2 separate regions of the Gossypium hirsutum genome follow, and region 2 is linked to region 1. A link is a contact called in public Hi-C data. All regions are on one chromosome and are shown on one strand. The core of a region is the stretch at or near the end of the contact, and the rest is flanking DNA. Distances in the headings are between cores, read along the strand shown.

Region 1 (5,998 bases), core at 2,011-4,510:
AAGGTCTTTTGTTTAGTTATCTCTTTTGTAACGATGTAAGCATGCATATTGATAAATGAATGTGATCATTTTGTAATGTTAAAAATGTGTTGAGGTGCCAATTGTGGCATATTGGTTAGACTTAGGATGGATGATTTTGGCATGCTTCTAGTGTCCTTAGAACTGTCATAAACCATGTGAAATCTAATTTTTTAGGGGTTTTTCGTAAAATAAGCAGAAATGTTGTCAAATTTTAAAAGAAAATAATTTTATCACTGCACTACCATTTCAATAAATTGAAATAGTAAAATAGGCTGTTACGGCATTTGAAGGTGGCATTTTATATTCGAGTCCTCTAATTGGGTCAGATCTAAGGTGTCACAAAAAATATAGGCCCGAAAAGTGGATTTGGGCAAAAAAATTAAGGCCAGCTTTAAAAAAGGGACTGGGCCTCGAGTAAGACATTTTTAGCTTGGGCCCAACTCGAATTCCCAAAAGCACAAAAAAACTGCTATTTTCTTGTTTGTTTTCTCCTTATTTTGCTACCATTTTACTATTATGTTACTATTAATTTGTTGTTATTATTTGGATATTGTATAACACTTGTTTTATTATTAATTTTGTTATTATTTTAAAGGCATTTGCTTGTTAAGTTACATCTATCTTAGTGTTATTTAAGTATGCATATTTTTGAAAATTTATTTTCAATTTGTTGGGAAATATTTATTTTGATGTTTCTAGTATTTTTTATGTATTATATATATTATATAAAAGATAATATAAAAAATTAACACGAGCGGGCCGAGCCTGAGTTTTAACATTTTTATCTGGGCCGAACTTGGACAAAATTTTAAGCCTATTTTTAGGCTAAGCCTGGGCCTAGGAAACAGGCCTAATTTTTTTGTTGGGCTGGGGCCCACGAGCACCTCTAATTACCATGTAGGGGCAAGACTAGAAAATTTTTAGGGGGTTGAAATTAAATTGTAATTTTTACGATATTAAAAATGCAATTTCAACATTTTAATAGCCTATATCTTTATAATTTTTAGAGGATTAAATCAATTTTTTATATTTTTAAGGGTCAAAGAACAATTTTACCTTTATTAATTTAAAATTTTAAAAATTTTAAAAAATCTAAATGAAAAAAATTTCATTTTAAGGTAGATCGAAACCCTTGCCAACCCCATTAGTTTCGCCATTGTTGCAATACGAGTCATACTCGAGCTAATTAGAGTGTTTTTCATTGAGTTAAATTGATGATAACAAATAAGGAAAAGAATAAAAATGGTAACGGATGAAAGGATAGAGAAAGTACCTTGGTTGATAATAACAATAATAATAATAATAAGATGAAGTTGGGATTGCTTTCAGGTTCAACAAAAAATAAAGGTTTTAGTTTAGGGTTGATTTTTTGGTCTTTTGGGCTTTAACACATAAGAGAATGAAATCAAGGACGATACAAAAAGGCAAAAGGGCCTTGACCACCTAAAATGATATATAAAAAATTAGCGCATTTAAAAATTTGAATTTTTAAGTTAATATAATGATTAAATTGCATCTTGACATTTTAAGATGGTAAATTTCTTTTGTAATCCCTTTAAACATTATGAAATAATATATTAATGTAATGATGAAATTATATTTTAACCCCTTTAAAAAAATATAATTTAATCTTTACCCATAAAAAAATTTAGCGGTGCAATCCCGCGACTTAACAATAAAGCAAATTTGAGTTCTTAAAAGATTAAGAAAAGGTAAAACAATGGAGCAAATTGTAAATACGACTGAAAATGTCTTATCTAGAAATTGGTAATGTTTCTAAATCTAGGTCAGCCGTCGATCGGGAAACAAAAAAAGTCAGATTTAAGGAAGACAACAGTATTGCGGATGTCGAAATGATAGGGGATGTAGTCTCACCATCAAAGGACTTGGTTTCACCAGCAAAGATCTCTTGGAAGTAGATGCTTATTGGAAAAGGGGATCCCAATCAAGGTGAAAGGCATCAATTTGCTAGTAAGGATAATGAGGGAGAAATTGAATTTTTGGAAGGGGACGTTAAAAAAACTATGGTTAATGGCATCCTGGCAATAGAATTTTCGAAACGTATTCAACATGTCCTTTTCAAGGATATGAGACTTTAGTGGCGTTGAAATTGTTGGGTAGGAATATTGGTTACATAGCTCTGTTCAACCAGATTAGTAGCTTATGGCGATCATCTAAGTCGTTCAATCTTATGGATATAGAGAATGGCTATTTCTTAGCAAAATTTCAGAGTATTGAGGATTATAATAAGGTCCTTGTCATATATGGCCAATACCTCATTGTTCAGCCATGGACAAAGTATTTTAATCCTATGAAACCTTACCCGAGTATGGTGTTAGCTTGGATTAGATTACCAGGACTCTCGGGTTTCATGTATAAACGGAGAATTCTGGAAGTTGTTGGAGGTTTTGTGGGAAATGTGGTCAAGCTTGACCTTAATACTGACAAAAAAACAAGAGGTTTTGCTAGAATGGTTGTTTTTGTTGATCTCAGTAAATCCCTTATATCCCAAGTTATAGTAAATAAAGAACTACAAATGGTCGAGTATGAAGCTTTACTGACCATCTACTTTTTTTTTGTGAAAAATATGGTAATCTGAAAGACTTATGCCCTTCGCTGGTGGCTAAAAAGAGTATTATGGTCGAGGAAGTCAATGGCAACAAGGACTTGGCGGAATTGATGACTGCGGGTTGGGGATTTGCTTTTCGACCGTGGATGGTGGTGAAACGAAAAGCTCGCGTAATCAGAGGAAAGAGATTCAAGGAAAATCTAGATTGGGGTCGAGATTTTCGGTGTTGAATAGAAGGAGAATTTGGATTCAATAGGGGAAGGGAAGGAAGATAGGATTTTGGGGGGTTCTGTTAAGGAAATTAAAAATATTAAAGGTGTGTCTGTGCGAATTCTGGGGAAAGAAGAAAATAGGTGTGAATGTTGAAGGGACAGAACTGAATAGTTTTCATAATAAGACAGATGGGTCAGTTGAGCTTGTTATTGATAATTTGGGCCAGGTTTTAAGCAAGAAAAATCCCTATTTTTTTGTTAATGATGCAGGCATTAATGCTTCTATTGTGAACCCAAAGAGTTAAGCCACGATAGTTAACAATAATGGGCTGTAAAAATGAGATAGTGTCGACTTAAGCTTGTGGGCTGTATGGGAAATTGCTAAGGACCTTGTGATCTGACAAACTAGGAAAGGTGGTCCACAATAAATATCGAAAAGTCTCTTTATAGATGGGTCCACTCAGTCTAAGGGCCAAACATTTAATGGGGATGGCTCTTTCTTGGAAACGTGTGGGCAGAGCACTAAAACAGAATTAAATGAAAACATTTTTGGGGCTAGTAAACAATTGGATTTTTCCAGTACAGATTCGATTGAAATTGCTAACTCATTAATTAATTCTAATTTAACAACTTCTCGTGACAATCCCACTTTTGAATGTTCGAAAAGGATTATGATTAAATTAGATGATAAATTCTTGGACCCAGTGAAACATACGGCTGTCATTTTCAATAATAGGATTGCTTTTGATAAAAGAAAAAATATTGGAAGTGATATTAAAGTTGGGGGTAGTCCAAAAAGTCATGGATCTTTTGAAAATGTTGGAAGAAACCGTAATGGAAAAAAATTGGATAAGACTATTCGTAATTGTGGGAATAGTTTTAAGTTCATTAGGAATGCTCGAGTTACATTGTCTAATTCTATGAATACCTTGATTGAGGTTATTAATGATAAATTTGACAAATAAAATATTAAAGGATCAGAAGCCTCGGTAGGAGTATAGAATCTTGAGCATTTGGGCTCAGACTAGTAAGTTGGTCTCTTTATTTATTTATTTATTTATTATGAACTTAACGGGTTTTTCATGGAATTGCTAGGGATGTATAAGTCCAAAGTTTATTCGTTATTTTCGTTAGTACAACAGAGAGTATAATCCTAATATTGTTAGCTTGCTGGAAACAAGAATAAGTGGTTTTAAAGCAGATAAGATTATTTTTTGTTTGGGTTTTCAATGTTCTCACAAGGTAGAGGCTATTGGATTCTCTAGAGGCATCTGGGTGAGATGGATGGAACAACTTTCCATTAAGGTTTTATGTATTAATTCTCAATTTATTTGTATACAAGTTTTTAGAATTGATTCTGTTTTACCTATTATCATTGTTTTTGTGTATGGTAGTCTTGATAGACAGAAAATAAGGAAACTTTGGGTGGAACTTTGTTCTGTCATTCCAACAGATGATACTCCTTGGATGGCTATTGGTGATTTTAATGCTTTTTTTTATTCGAGTGAAAAGAAAGGAGGGTGAACTGTTGGGAAAGGATGCCATCTCTTTAATGATTTTCTTGAAGTGTCTAACTTGCAGGATTTAGGTTTCAAGGGGTCTTCATTCACTTGGTATTGTGGTGGGCTTTTTGAAAGATTGGATAGAACTATTGGAAATAATTCTCAGTTAAGAACTTTTCCGAATTGGTCAGTCATTCATCCCCCGAGAATCAAGTCGGATCACAGACCTCTGTTTTTGTTACTTAATCCAAAATTTATCTTGCCCAAAGGTTATCCCTTCAAGTTCATTGCTAGATGGGTAGAGCATCCTAATTGTTTAGATTTCGTGAAAGAAAAGTGAAGTTTTAAAGGTAACATGACTGATTCCCTGAATAGTTTTACCGATATATTAAAGTTTGGAATAATTCTATTTATAGTATTACTAGAGCTAGAGTCCGAAAGAAGTATATGATGCAGAGGTTATATAATGTCCAAAAGCCCTAGAAAGATGTTTTTCTGTGAATTTAAATATGGTGGAAACTCAGATTCGGGAAGAGTTGGAATACGTCCTTCATGAGCTTCTTTGAAAATAAAAAGCTAGGTGTGATTAGTTATAGTTTGGCGATAGGAATACTAAATTTTTCCACTTCTGCGCGGTTCAGAGAAGGAATCGTAGTAAAATTTCTGCTTTAAATAACGATGAGGGTGAATGGATTTTTAAAGATGAGTGGTTCCAAACTAAAACTGTTAGGTTTTTTAAGAATTTGTATGAGGAGGTACTAATTTGTACGAAAGCGTTACCCCCTAGCTCCTTTTTGAAGCTTAGATATGATGATGAGGTTTTCTTGATGAGAACTGTTTCTGATGAAGAGATAAAATTGGCTATGTTTGCCATGGCATCTCTAAAAGCACTTGGTAGCGATAGTTTTCACGCTCCTTTCTTTTAAAGTCAATGGGAGTTGGTTGGTGGAGCTATTTGTAATTGGGTTAAGAAATTTTTTTATGGTGAGCCAATTGATAATGATCTTAATAATACTCTTCTGGTGCTTATCCCTAAGGTCCAAAATCTCGAAGGGTGCGTAGTTCCGTCCAATAAGCTTGTGTTCAGTTCTTTACAAGCTGGTTATGAAGATTATTGCTAACAGGTTTAAAGTGGTTTTATCAAGAATCGTAGGTAAAGAGTAAGCTGGTTTTATTGCTGGGAGGAACATTAAGAATAATATTATTGTGGTCCAATAGGTTATTCATTCTATGATGAGCATACATAAAAAGTGGATAGCTATTAAGATCGACTTGGAAAAAGCCTATAACTTAATGAGTTGGGACTTTATTGACACCTCCCTTTAAGTGGCAAATATTCCCGATTTCTTAGGAAAGTCATTATATCTGCTATCATGATTTTTACCATACAAATTTTCTAGAACAAGGTTCCCATTTAGAAGTTTAGACTAGTTATAGGTATCAAACAGAGGTGCCCCCTCTCTCTGTATCTTTTTGTTCTTTGTATAGATTGGTTAGGTCAGAGCATCGGTTCATCTGTAAGTTTAGGCTTTTGGTCCCCCATTCGACTATTCAGGTATGGTCCTAACCTTTCTCATCTATTTTTTACTGATGATCTTATTATTTTTGGAAAAGTTGATATCAGACAAGCTAGGCTTATAAAGAATTTGTTGGATAACTTCTGTGGTTACTCTAGACATCGAGTGAATGCTCAA
Region 2 (5,720 bases), core at 557-3,056, 170 kb before region 1:
TCAAAATTTTTAGTGTTTTTGTTTTCTTTATTTCTAAATTTATTTATTTCTTCTTTACAGATCAAATCTGAATCCTTCTTTTTCTAGTCAAACAATTTGAATATGATCTTTTTCTGCTATTCTTTATCACTTTACCTTTGGTTCTCTATGTAGTAAGTATTCATATATTTACAATTTAATCCTCATATTTTAAATATGCTCCACATTCAATCCAAACTAACATTATTCAATTAAAATGTTTTGAAGTTTAAGGACTAATTTAAAATCTAAACAATAGTTTGAAGACATTCTATGGAATTAACCCTTAAATTTATCGTATTATTTAAGGTGGTGTTATATATATATTTATGTTGGGTAGAAAATTTATTAGATTAGACTTTTTCGGTTGGAAAGTGTTTCTACTATACAAAAACCTTTATGCTTGTTCGTTAATTAATAGACTATAATTGGCATTAAATTTTATAACGTGATCGCTCCGCCAGCATTTGATAAACTACATCCCTTTTCATATGAATGTTAAGAGAAGCTTAAATTTGTCATAACTTTCTCTAAGATCTCAACCACTTGATTTAATCTAACAGTCACCAATAAATCATAAATCCATATAAAAAAAAAAGGAACTTCCAATATATAGATATTAATTGAAAAAAAAATATTCAATTTCAATTGTAGCTTTTATAATCACAAATAATACATGTTTAAATAAGTATAACTATAATCAACTTAATATAAATGTAACCAAATTGAAAATTAGAATAATTACGGATATCACCTACATATAATGAGATTTAAATATAGAATAAATTTAAAAGATAATCTACGCATAGTATTTATTGATGTTTAGACTCGAACTTGAAAAATTTTGTTCTCAAAATCTCAACATTACTATTAAGCCAATATCTCGTTAAGTTTTATCTCTTATACAGGTGCACACACATTCCTTAGTGAGAGGTTTTGTTTCCCAACTCTGAAATAATAAAACCTAAAAAAATGACGTGTTTACAAGACACGATTCTAAAATTTTCAATAATTAATTATATAAACGTCTTTTTAAGAACTCGAGCTCTTAATGGAGTTTAGATTCAAAATATTATCAACACTAAAAAAAATCCATCATTTGGCTTACTTAACCCTCAGGATGAATAAAGTCCAAACACGTATATCCGAAGCGTTATAGCTAAAGCGGATCTCAAAACGACACAAAGATATGCTATTTGGTAACCGTTTTGAGATTTTCAACAACCAAAAGGTGCCTGTTACCTACCGGTCGGGATCAGCGGGGTCCGTCTTTCTCCTAAGTAATTGATTTGTTAGAAAGAAATAAATAAAGATTCAACTCTTGTAACCACATTGTTTGGTAAACAAGATACTAATTAAGGGTTGGTTTAACATTAGTTGAAACAAACTGTAATTTCAATTTGTTTTGAGCTGCTCTATTATTAACCATATCTTTTTCTGTTTTTAGGCACTTCATCATTTTTAAACAATATTGTAATTCATTTTACCCAATTTTTTTTATAAAAAAAACATATAAATTGATTAAACTATTTTTTTTCACTTCAATTAATTTAACTGTTGGTTCAATAATAATTAAATAAATATTTAAAAAATTATAAATAATTTGATCAGTTAAATCATTAATTTTTATTTTTATTTTTTTACTAAATCACAAATGATTCAGTTTATATCCTTCAATTTTCAATTCAACGAACGAATCGAATTTTTATTTTAATATCACTACTTGACCGTCATTTCGAGTATAACCCTTAGATTTTAACAAAAACAGAGTTCACTTCTGAGTTCTAACGAGGTGAGGTTGGGAAAGAGGTTTGGCGTAATAGTAGGTTTGGGAGAAGGAAATATATATATATATATATATTCAAAGTGGTGTAAATGTATGCAACTATAAACTATAAAGCAGAGTTAGCTTTGGTTTGTACATTGTACAAAGAATCAGAAAAGCAAAAGCAAAAGAAAAAAAAGGTAACGGAGAATGTGATTTGTGTTGTCGAAGTTCAGTGTTAATATCATATAAAGGAAACTTCAACTCCCATTTATTTCCCCCACCAAACTTCCCCCTTTTTTTTTTAATCTCATTCTTCTGTTTTTGGTACCTCATTTTTTCATCATCTGGGGGATTTTTTTTTTTTGGATGGTGGAGTTGTGAGAGAAAAAAAGAAGAAATTTCCGGGAATAATTTGTGGAGAGAAAATGGCGGCAGAGAGAACGTTGTCGTTTTCAGTTGCTTCAGTTGTGGAAGATTTCTCGGAACATGGCAATCGCTCCAAGGATTTTGATTTGGAATCTAAAAAAGCTGAATTAACTGGTACTCTTTTTCTTTTCTTTTTTCTCCTTTAATGGCAGAATCTGGATTTTGTTGAATGATGATTAATTTTCAAGTGCAAACACTGTGATGTAATTTCATGGAAAATGTGGGAATGTATATATTTTAATTCCAATTCCAGTCTCTGATGCCTACTTTCTTTGAATTAGTAAAAGGAAAACCTCCTGATCATTGATCATGTTACAGCTTTTATTTTCTTTTCAAAACAAAATAGAGATGAATTATGCCTTGCTAGTGAGAAGAGTAAATTTTGAATGACATTAATAAATTTACATATGGAATTTAAAAAGTGAACCCCCCCCCCCCAAAAAAAAAAGAAAGAAAGAAAGAAAATGTGATGATCATCTGGATTTTGTTGAATGATGATTCATTTTCTACTGCAAAACATGCGTTCTTTCCATTTTATAACCTTAATCAGTCACAACGATGTAATTTCATGAAAAATGTTGATAAATGATGGGTTTCTTATTCTAAATCCAGCCTCTGATCCCCTCCACTTCATTTTCTTCAAAAGAAAACAAAATTGAGATGAATTGTGTTTTGTTGGTCAGTAAAATTTGAATGTGATGATCTTTTGTATGGCAGCATCAAGGAGGTACGAAGCTGCTAGATGGCTAAGGAAGATGGTCGGAGTTGTGGCGGCTAAAGATTTGCCGGCAGAGCCATCGGAGGAAGAATTTAGGCTTGGTTTGAGGAGTGGAATAATCCTATGCAATGTTCTTAATAAAGTTCAACCTGGAGCTGTGCCTAAGGTTGAGACTTTTTCTTTAAAATTGATTTTCCTTTTAATTACCAGTAATTAATTTGGTGGTTGGTTTTTAGGTGGTGGAAAGTCCATGTGATGCAGCTCTCATTCCTGATGGAGCTGCATTGTCAGTATTTCAGTACTTTGAAAATGTAAGGAATTTCTTGATAGCGGGCCAAGAATTGCGGCTTCCAACATTCGAGGCATCTGATCTAGAACAAGTATGTTTCCAATCTCGATTCTTTCGTTTAGTAAGTACTGGTTTCATTTTCGGAAATAGCTCGAGTTTGAAAGTTGGTCCGTACTATTCAAGCACATAATAATTTGAGTTGAAGAAATCTTGAATTCATAATAGATTTGAGCTCGAAAAAATTTGAGTTTAAGAAAATATAAGACATAAAAAGCTTGAGACCGAAAAAATTTTAGCTTAATAAAATTCTATTTTGAGAAAGCCTATAAAAATTTGAATTAGAGATTGATTTAGCACGAACTTGAAATAAATTTGACTCAAAACTCAAAAAATTTCTAATTTATAACTGAAAAATTATAAAAAGGCGTTAATAATTCATTATATTACTTAAAATAATTATTATTATTTATTTTATGAAAATGTGCATTACACATTTATATTAAAAATTTTTTATTAGATTATAAAATGAAATATAACATATTTTTAATACTATAATTATATATGTATAAATATATAAAATTAATAATTCTTTCAATTTATATAATTAAATTTGATAATAATATAAAATATATAATAACATAATATATTAATTTAATAATATGATAATTGGTGTTATACTTATCTCAAATGATTAGACATGATTCATTATGCAATACTAATAACATTACTAATAAATTTAATTTTAATGATTTAGGATGGTAGGCTTTACCTTTAGGTTTTTTATTAATGTTTAATGTTTCTATTAATATTTTTATATTTATATTAATTTTTAATTTGGAATGTGTTTATTTTTATTGTAGTTGGGTTTTGTATAAAATTTAAATTGGCTTAGGTTTGGGTTTGATTGGCATTGAGTTTGGGTTTGTTTGGTATTGGCTTGGGCTTTGAGTTTGTGTTTGGGCTTAAATATATATATTGCATTTAATAAGTGTAAATTTAGTTAATTAATCTAAACAGTTTTGAATTTCAAAATCAAAACCGAACTGACAACATCAAATCAATCAATTGCCTAATCTGATCTTAATGCATATATATAAATTATTAATATATTAATCTATTATATTTAACAATTGATGTATATATATAAACTATTAATATATCATATATTGCATGATATTATAAAACATTATATAATATAATAGGAGGGCTAACTTTCAAATATACAAAGAGTATAATGACTTAAAACATATTTCAACTAGTATAATGATAAACAATAATATATAATAATTAATATATTATATACTACTATTATAGTATATGTATACTATTAATTGGTCCAAAATAAAAATCGAATTTATTAACCAATTTGTTTAAATTGGCTTGATTTGGTCGGTTAAGTTTGTTTCAATCACTAGCTATAATAGATGATATACTGTTATATAATATTGTATGTAACTATTATTAAAACTTTAATACATATATATAACTATTATTATATCATATTATAGATTCTAAAAAAACGGCATAGTATTACATAATATTATAAGATTTATTTATTAATGCAAATATATAAACTATTAATATTATATATATATATATCATACATTATGATATAACATTATATAATATAGTAGTAGGGTTAACTTTCAAATGTATAAAGAGTACATGGATTTAAAACATATTTCAACCAATATAATAATAAACAATAATATATAATGATAATTAAAATATTACTTATTACTATTGCAGTATGTGATATAGTATTACATAATGTAATAATATACTTTCAAACTATTAATACATACATATATATAATTATTAATTTGTCCAAAATCAAAACTGAATTTACCAACTAGTTTGATTTAATTGGCTTGATTTGTTGGTTAAATTGATTTTAATCGCTAAGTATAATAGATGATATATTATTACATAATATATATCTATATATATATATAGGATATAAGTAGGAATCACTTACACCGTTGTAAAATTACTTTTTTACACAATTTTATGCAATTAATATTTTAACAATCTAACATTTGAATTTATCGATATAATTGTACTTGTCATGCATGTAACTTTTTGAATCAATCTGATATCTATATCATATTGATCTAAAATACTATATATATATATATTAATATTTATTAAATGGTAGAAGTTTTCTTACATAAAATAAATAGTTAGAAAATTTTAATTGACATCAAATTTGACATGAATGAAATATAAAATGTGATGGGTGAGTCGTTAAAATATTAATCGTATAAAGAGATATATAACTATTACTAAAACTATTAATATATATAACTATTATTATGTTATAAATTATAATAAAATATATAGCATTACATAATATTATAACGTTTAATTATTAATGTATGTTTATAAACTATTAATATATTATATTTTATATGATATGATAAACATTATATAATATAGTAGGAGGATTAACTTTCAAATATACAAAGAGTACAGTGAATTAGAGTATATTTCAACTTATA

Evidence for each region. A called contact is a pair of places that touch in the nucleus more often than the background predicts.
Region 2: a Hi-C map of leaf shows a contact between it and region 1, with 2.6 times the contacts expected there. The contact joins the promoter of LOC107926891 here to the enhancer-like site in region 1. A contact is called at or near these places in 8 of 34 Hi-C or Micro-C datasets (hypocotyl, leaf and seedling).

The regions. Positions count from the first base shown.
Region 1 is chrA08:94,441,118-94,447,115 of Gossypium_hirsutum_v2.1, reverse strand. LOC121204555 (a long non-coding RNA gene) reads left to right here. Exons shown (of 3, transcript XR_005899602.1): 3 at 1-187. Among protein-coding and RNA genes, the nearest start is that of LOC121204555, 4.3 kb to the left of the region's middle. Within about 2 kb of position 3,260, at least 8 of the 9 cell types and tissues checked have an H3K27ac peak or open chromatin away from gene starts, as enhancers often do. A contact at or near this core is called in hypocotyl and leaf, where this site is marked.
Region 2 is chrA08:94,612,938-94,618,657 of Gossypium_hirsutum_v2.1, reverse strand. LOC107926891 (kinesin-like protein KIN-14I) reads left to right here and starts at 1,806. Exons shown (of 18, transcript XM_041074571.1): 1 at 1,806-2,326; 2 at 2,930-3,096; 3 at 3,167-3,310. The coding sequence starts at 2,212.